Linked DNA regions of Gasterosteus aculeatus: region 2 is linked to region 1. The links are chromatin contacts, called in public Hi-C maps. All regions are on one chromosome and are shown on one strand. Each heading gives the region's core, a stretch centred on a gene start, on an enhancer-like site or on the middle of the called end of the contact. The rest is flanking DNA. Distances are from core to core; before and after follow the strand shown.

Region 1 (3,911 bases), core at 113-2,612:
TGCACATTAAAATAAAGATCCAGAGGCAATGCTTCCAACAGCCGAGTCCCGCCATTGCGATCGGTGCGCGGACAGTGAGCCAAAAGGGGTCTCGGAGCGTCGGACCGGTGCGCGCGAGCATTCAGTTGTGGTTCGCCCGGTGGGAAGGTGAGCAGCGATCAGTCGGGAGCATGAGAGGTCGTGATCAGATACATGTCCTTCTGTCCAACCGCTGTTTCTCTCCCTCCTCCTCCTCCTCCTCCTTTTTTTAAAAGAAAACCTGCTCCAGACCTCCCGGGCGTCCTAGCGTAAACTGTCCGTGGGACGAGCAGAACCCCTCAGTGTCCCGCTTGACCCGTGGCTGAGGCAACGCGGCCCGTCGCGTCCTTTCGTGCGAGTGGGGGGGGGGGGACCGGACAGCGGTGCGACCCGATGCGCGATGGCACAGATCCTTCACCGGTGGGATAGTTTTTTCTTTTCCGATCTGGAGATTTAATTGGGCGAAGCGCAGGCGTCGCGTCCCTCTCAGAGCTGCGCCGATGGTGCGCGTACCTGCCGCCGTACACAAGCTACAGATGGCCACATTCACCCGTCAGTCACAACTCCGCAGCGCGCCGGGAATCCCGAGGTCCACTTCATTCCACTGTTATCTTTCGCTCCTCCTCCTCCTCCTCCTCCTCAACCTTTGCTATTCTTCCTCGCGAATGAACTGTGCTGCTATTGTAAATATTCCTCGCGGGGGTCCCGGTGCCGTTCCGCGTGCGCGCTGCGCTCCCGCGGGGTCGCCTCTCTAGTCGGCTTGGGGACGTGCTGCGTGACCGCCGCGTTAATTAAACCGCACGTCGTGTTTCGTTGTTGTTGTTCGGTGGCCAACAAACATTAAAAAGGAAAGGGGGGGGGGAAGTGGCGGGTTGAGGTCAGATCAGTCTATCGTTCTGCTCCCGTGGCTCTGAATCGGCTCGTCAACGCGTCCACGCCGGTGTATTTCTCTCTTTTAAAACCCGCTCCAGCCACTCTGCGCTCCGCTGAGTGCAGCGGCTCGAGCTCAACTGTAACCCGAGCCGGAGAGGACCGACGCCGGGGACCGCCCACCGGGTGAGCGGCGGCCAATCACAGCGCGCCGCCCCCACTCGCATGCAGGAAGCGAAGGCATTTATTTATGGGGACGTGGAGGGGCTGCCAGGGGAGGGCGTCTGTTATTGGGTTGACCCCCGGATCTCCACCCCCCCCCCATCCCTCCACTTTAAAAAAATAAAAAAAACGTCGGTCCGAGCCATCGACCCAAATTGAATTGGACTTTAGAGTTATTCGTCATACTGAGAGCTGTGGAGATGGGGAAACGAGCGCGATAGGCTGTTGGAGTATCTGCGTAAAAGTGCCTACTGGAGGAAAAAAAAAAAAAAAAAAGTCCCCTTTAAGCCCAGGACCTGCTTGTCCCTGGAGATCCTGCACTGAGCATGGATGCCGTAACATTCCTGTAATATATCCCTATGAAAACCTCGCAATAGGGAATTATAATTATGCCTGTGGTAGGTAGGTAGGTAGGTAGAGGGAAGAGGGAATTTGAAATATTTTCTCTCGATAAATATACTTGAACGTTAAAGCCTCTCATCATTTACATGATCTTTGGAATGTACTGTAAAGGACAACTGTTATTTTGGTCCTTTCCTTCTATGCGCTGTGAAAGGCATGATGATTAATGGTCTCGTTGGATCTCTTTCTAGTTGTCCCCTTTAGGGATAATGAACTGCATGAGAACTTAGTCTCCAGTGTCCATAGACAATAGACGGTCGGTAGCCTATAGTCATTGGGCCATTCATTCATTGAGGAAGAAATGCTTGACACATAATTGATCATGTCCATGTCTGTGCCCCCTTTGTGGGTCTGTGTGTGTGTGTGTGTGTGTGTGTGTGTGTGTGTGTGTGTGTGTGTGTGGGAAAGAGAGAGAGAGAGAGAGAGAGAGAGAGAGAAATAAGGGGAGAGGGAGGGTTTCTCTTAATTTTGGAGCATTAATTCAATCAATGTCGCCCCCTAATGGCTGGGACGAAATCGATTCATGGAACACAGAAGGTTGGATTCAATATAATTAGAGAGGAGAGATAAGAGAAATTAAGACACGATTTATGGTGCCTGAATTTAGTTGTCATAGTAACCAGCAAACACAGGCCGGTTGGCACAAAGCTGGCATGTGCCCGTCCGACTGTGGGGACGTCTGGGATACCTGATACCTCAGTCACGGATAGAGCCCCGATCCACGGCGAGCCAATGAGACGCCTCCTTTGTGCAACTTTGGGGGAGAAGAAGGGCCCGAGCTCAGCGGTCAATAGGAGCTTCGGCCCAACGAGGACGACGGTATCGATGTAGCGTGCTGTTGTTGGAAGAGATTCATCCAACCGCAGCTTGGGAAGCAGCGGAATTCAAAACACATCATGAGCCAAGCACAACACAACGCGGACCTTTGCCTTGAGAACAGTGCACGTGGCAGAGGACAAACTCATCACCATATACAGCATCCGGTATTGGATCATCCACGCTATTCTACCAAGACATAAAAGCTCTACCAAGTGGAGTACATGTAAGGACAAAGGAAAGCATTGAGCAAGTTTCACGTTCTGTCAAACACGCAGAAGGCAGTTTGATTTATTCCCCCCTCTCCAGACAGCCACCTATGAGATAATGGCATTTTCAAGAAATGAGGTCATCATGTTAATGTGTATAGGTGGCTGTGATTACTTCCTCTATAAATAGCTTGAATGTACTTTGATACCACACAAGCTCACACACGCTCTTCAGATTCAAAATGGAGTCGGGCAGAAACAAAAGATTATCCTCATTAATGATGATTTTGATGATGTTTTTCTGAGTTCATCCCGAAGGGGAGACGAACGTGTGTAACCAATGCTAATGGCGTACATTTTTGAGACATTTATCATCACGTTTGAACACAAATGTCCACCTCTTAGAGCAAAAATCCCAATGGTCGTAAAGATTTATCCTACGGGGCCCCCGAATATCACACAATATCTACTGTAGTAGATGTTGAGGTATTTCTCAAAACAAGTGAAAGCTTCGACCTGGCTGTGGCCCAACCGGATATGTGAGACAATCAGAAAAGACAGAAGGATTCATCCTCCGGAGAGACGGTAAATATTTATGCAAGATGGAACGGGAATTGATCCAATAACTGTCCAGAAATTTCATTAAAAAGCAGAAATGTCTACAGGGCATTGTCATTAGTCAGGAGGATTCATCCTCTGGGAACCACCACCGTCTGAAACCAAACCACATGGCAATCCAACAGTTCAGTCTGGAACAAAGCTGAGGACCATCAGACCTACGTGCCACGGCTGAATATATTCACTTTATAATGATCTACAAGAGAGGGAAGCAGATAAATCCTGTCATTTAGAGAGGATCAATAATAAATAAGAACATCAATTAGTAAAGATGTTTGCCGATTCATTTTTTCTTAATCATCCACTGATTCGTTTTAGCTTTAAAATGGAGAACAGTCAGTGCTTCTTTGTGAGTTTTGTTTTCCACTCCCCCGCCTCTCCAAGATGAACCCCGCTGCCGAGGACACGGTTTCTTCCCCCGTCCGCTATTTACACTTCGCAAACGCTGAAACCATGACATCATCATTCCGGGATGAAGCCGCAGCAGTCCAGAAGTCAACCCAGCAACCTCACAGTGAAAATAAAATCACAGCAAAAGTGGCCTCTCCTTTGCTTCTCGAGCTGCCCTTAATGAAGTCTGGCCGCGTTCCCCTCTGGAGCGGCTCTATGACACGGCCCTGATCCGCGGTTCCAGGCCGGAGGCCGGTGGGCCGCGGCCTGCGTGGAGCTGTGGGACCTGCTGGGCTACAGATCCAGGTATGAGCGGAGCCCCTTTGGCATGCACAGGGTCAAGTGGTTAACCCTCGTTATCTTGGG
Region 2 (3,831 bases), core at 424-2,923, 83 kb before region 1:
TTAAAAAGATCGGCGGCCCGTAGCTTTGCAATGATTAAAAATGAATGCGTTGATGTCGACATTTGAACTTCGTTTGGATTCCATTTGATTCCTGTGTTTTCTCCGAGTCTGCTCTGCATCAATATTACATGCCTACTCCAGCAGAAGGGGGATTTCTCTCCCGGTGGATAGCGGTGACCGCAGAGAGCACAAACGCGCTGACCACAAACAACAAAAGTTGAAACTATTCCCTCATGTGGAGATTAAGGAAAGACTTAACGGGAGTTCAATCGTTGCTCTGGATGTGCGAGAATAAAACACAAAGGAAAACAACCATCAATTATTTTTTAAAAGGGAAGAAAACTTGACGCCCAAGTAACCGAACACCCATAATGTTCCCGCTCGTGTGGAATTGCGGTTGGCACGTGGCTCAATTCTTCTTGCAGGACCTTCCATAAAACTCCAGCGATGATGTTTTTAACACCGCAACTCACGGCTACAGTGACCGGAAAACAATTAGAAAAGAGGCGGTAAGGTGACACCCCTGAATGGATCGTTTCTGTGGCCTGTCCAGTGGAGGGCCATTCCGACCCAAGCACCAGTCCATTAACAACCAATTAACTTCCTATTAATATTTTACCAGACAGGGCCTCTCTTCCTGACGTGTTTTTAAGGAGCTTTTCCCAGGAGTGTTTGAACATGAGCAGCTTTTAGCGCAGCATAAAGAGGCCTGTGTAATGGGCTCAAGGAGAAGGAGAAGCAACCCGATAGCACCAAGGAGGGGAGACAGACTCCTGCAGCTGGCCTGTCCCAAGCCGGACCCGGGCCCGAGCCGGGACCAACACTTACACACACACACACACACACACACACACAGACACAGACAGACGGCCATGATTTTTGTGTGAGATCACATCACCATAAGTGAGAAAGATTCGATCTGGCTTTCATTTAAGAAATAACAGTAAAGAAATTGAGGGGAGAGAGAGAGTTACAACATGCAACAGAAGGTCCAAAGGTCCTGCCGGGGAACCTTTTGGTTAACGAAGCGCTACATGTTTTTGCAAAGATCTTCCTGATTAGTTTTCCTTTCCATATTGCGGCTGAGGAGCCGCTTTTCTTCCAGGTTTCCCATGAAATAAAGTCTTAAAACAGGAATATACACCTGATCTGCCCTGTAAGGTCGTTTTGGGTGGACATTCAGAACTAGATCAGGAAACTCCCTGCTCTGAGACAAACAGAAAAAGAGAGGAGGAGAACGAGGGAGGGGGGAGGCAGAAAGAGAGAGAGAGAGAGACCATTATGACTACAGCCCGAGGCTACTCCCAACGGAGAAGGCATTTGTCTTCACTTGAAAGTATGATTTATTTTTCCACAAGTCAGAAGGGTTATGTTTGTCACCGCACAGTGAAAACGACTTTTGGAAATAGCAGCGGAGGCAGAAATGGAAAAAGAAATAATAAAAAAAAGGCTTTTCTTATGCCCTCCGCTTTCAAAGACTTCGTCTCCGTGGTAACCGCGTTCAAGATCGCTTTCAGTCTTCATTAACTTTAGGTAATCATACTGAACCTTGCGTCTGATTTATCGGCAGGAGGAGCATGTGTGTGTGTTGATGATTAAGAGAACGGGGGGGAATGGTGGAAGAGAAGGGAGGGGGGGGGGGGGGGGATGTGGTTGTATCAGGTTCCTTCCACTGGGTGTAGATGTGGTCTTAGATTTCTCTCTGGGCTGCTGATTAACTGGGTGCATGTGTGTGTGTGTGTGTGTGTGTGTGAGAGAGAGAGAGAGAGAGAGAGAGAGAGAGAGAGAGAGAGGGAGAGGGAGAGGGGGGGGGAGATCTGGGAAAGCACTGAGGAGGAGAGGAACTTCAGCTTTAATTTCCCCCAGCTCCACATATTACACCCCCGCGCTCTCTGTTTTTATTGGAACAGAGACCTGAAAACACCAAGTGTTTATGAAGCATTAAAACAAGGCGGGGAACTCGAGTGTGGAATTATAAATCTATACATTTGGCTCTGTCTCCCACGAGCAGGATTAATCCTTTTATGTCGGATTCCGTGTGTTTTACGAAAGACAGATGATCAGAGTGAGAGATCACGTTCATCACCTCGACGGGAGGCTGGAGAAAACAGTCCTTCGAGGAAGGGTGGCGGGGTTGGGTGGGCGGATGGATGCGGCACTTTGGGGGGGTGGGGTGCAGACTGAAGGAGTAACCGTGCATCACCCTGTTTGAACACACGGAGCGGGCGAGGAGGCCGCGTTACACCCTACGAACAGTGAGCTGTCAACCACGTACGAAGGGACCACGCGTGCTATGGATTACTCACAGAGAAGCGCCGACGGCCTCCATACCTGGAGACACATTAGCTGGCTCTAATTAGAATAAACGCTCGGATGTTTTTGCTTGCGGGCCTCGTCTCGTTCCCCTTGCTGTGTTTCCATCTCGAACGTCGCCTTCTAGGCTTCTCTTTCTCCCTCCTTCTCTGCACTCAGTTGACTCTCCTCTCGCTCCTTTTTGCCTTGTATCTGTCGCTGGGGGAGCAGTGGAACACCACTAGCTGTGACACAATCAGTGTCTGCCCATGCTCCAGCCATCTCCCCCAAGTTCATTATCTGTAAACAGTGTCCATGCCCCCCCCCCCCCCCCCACCTCCTCCCAGTCTCAGCCAAACGCGATGTGACAGCGCCGCCAGGGCCCTCATTTACAGCCATCACAGGACAGATTTCCCCCCTTCCCTCAGCCGGCTCCCCCTCGCTTGGTTTTTCTTTTTCTCTGCGTGAGCCGGTGAGCGTGTTGGCGGCGCTCCATTCACCGAAGGAAGGATGCACGTATCTGTGTGTCGGAGCAGGCGAAAGCCGGACCAGGAACATTTGCTCTGTCGGTACCGATCCTTCAAACGACGTGTTGCGACGATGCTGCCCCTTTATGTCCGCCCCTCTCGCTCACACTGTATGTGTGCATATTTCAAGTAAGGTCCTTCCTTTTCTGTGGCCGTGCTTTTTGGAACACCCTAGGGCAGGCACAGCTGCCACACACACACACACACACACACACACACACACACACACACACACACATACACGTACTATTGTAACGTTCCGTGTCAATAAAGAGCCAGTTTCTTATCACTCGGGTTTATTGTTGCCTGTTGTCGGCCACAGCCACGCCATTCCACAACACCCGGTCATCATTTTAGTCAGAACTCAACTTCCCCTTCTTGTGCTCCCAGACTACCCACATTACCCCGGAAGGGGCGGTACCCCAACCCTGGCCTACGTAACAGTAACATTAATCAGAACCATATACATGTATGAACTTAAGGCACGCTACACTATGATACCTTGTCCATTCTCTTCTTTCCTCTAAATATTGCACTTTTAGTTGTAGCCTCAGGCATCGGTTCTGTCTCATCCTGGGAAGGTCAAACAGAGACGCACACACCCATGGATTTTAAATATCTCTGAGGCTGAGATAGTTTTACGGGGAAATCATGTTACGGGTCAAACGATTGAATCATTAATGGGGGGGGGCGGTGCAATAACAATCGGCCCTTGTCTGTTGTGATTCCGACGGGATATTCACATGGCCTTTCTCCACCTAACCTGATACTGCCGTGTTACGATCCAAATCCAATAGTGCAGACTTGGCAAAAGGATCCCCCCCCCCGCCCCCCCTACTGTTTCGAGAGAGCGTCTTCGGTCTGCCTTCACAGTGGAGAGTATTAGAGAGTCTGTATAGACTATCGACTGCCGTGCCACATTTCCAAGGACGAGGCAACACATCTTCATCAAAACAGTCATGGTAAAGTAATTCACAATCATAGGACTCTTTGACTATACACTGCTCTATCG

Evidence for each region. Hi-C and Micro-C count contacts between places; a contact is called where the count stands out from the background.
Region 2: a contact with region 1 is called in a Hi-C map of blood and trunk muscle, with 4 times the contacts expected there. The contact joins the enhancer-like site here to the promoter of efnb1 in region 1. A contact is called at or near these places in 6 of 6 Hi-C or Micro-C datasets (blood and trunk muscle, liver, skeletal muscle and 2 more).

The regions. Positions count from the first base shown.
Region 1 is chr4:15,361,090-15,365,000 of fGasAcu3.hap1.1, reverse strand. It overlaps efnb1 (ephrin-B1), which reads right to left and starts at 1,362. Exons shown (of 5, transcript XM_040175606.2): 1 at 1-1,362. The coding sequence starts at 121.
Region 2 is chr4:15,444,238-15,448,068 of fGasAcu3.hap1.1, reverse strand. No RefSeq gene overlaps it. Among protein-coding and RNA genes, the nearest start is that of LOC100359388, 11 kb to the left of the region's middle. Within about 2 kb of position 1,673, at least 5 of the 9 cell types and tissues checked have open chromatin away from gene starts, as enhancers often do.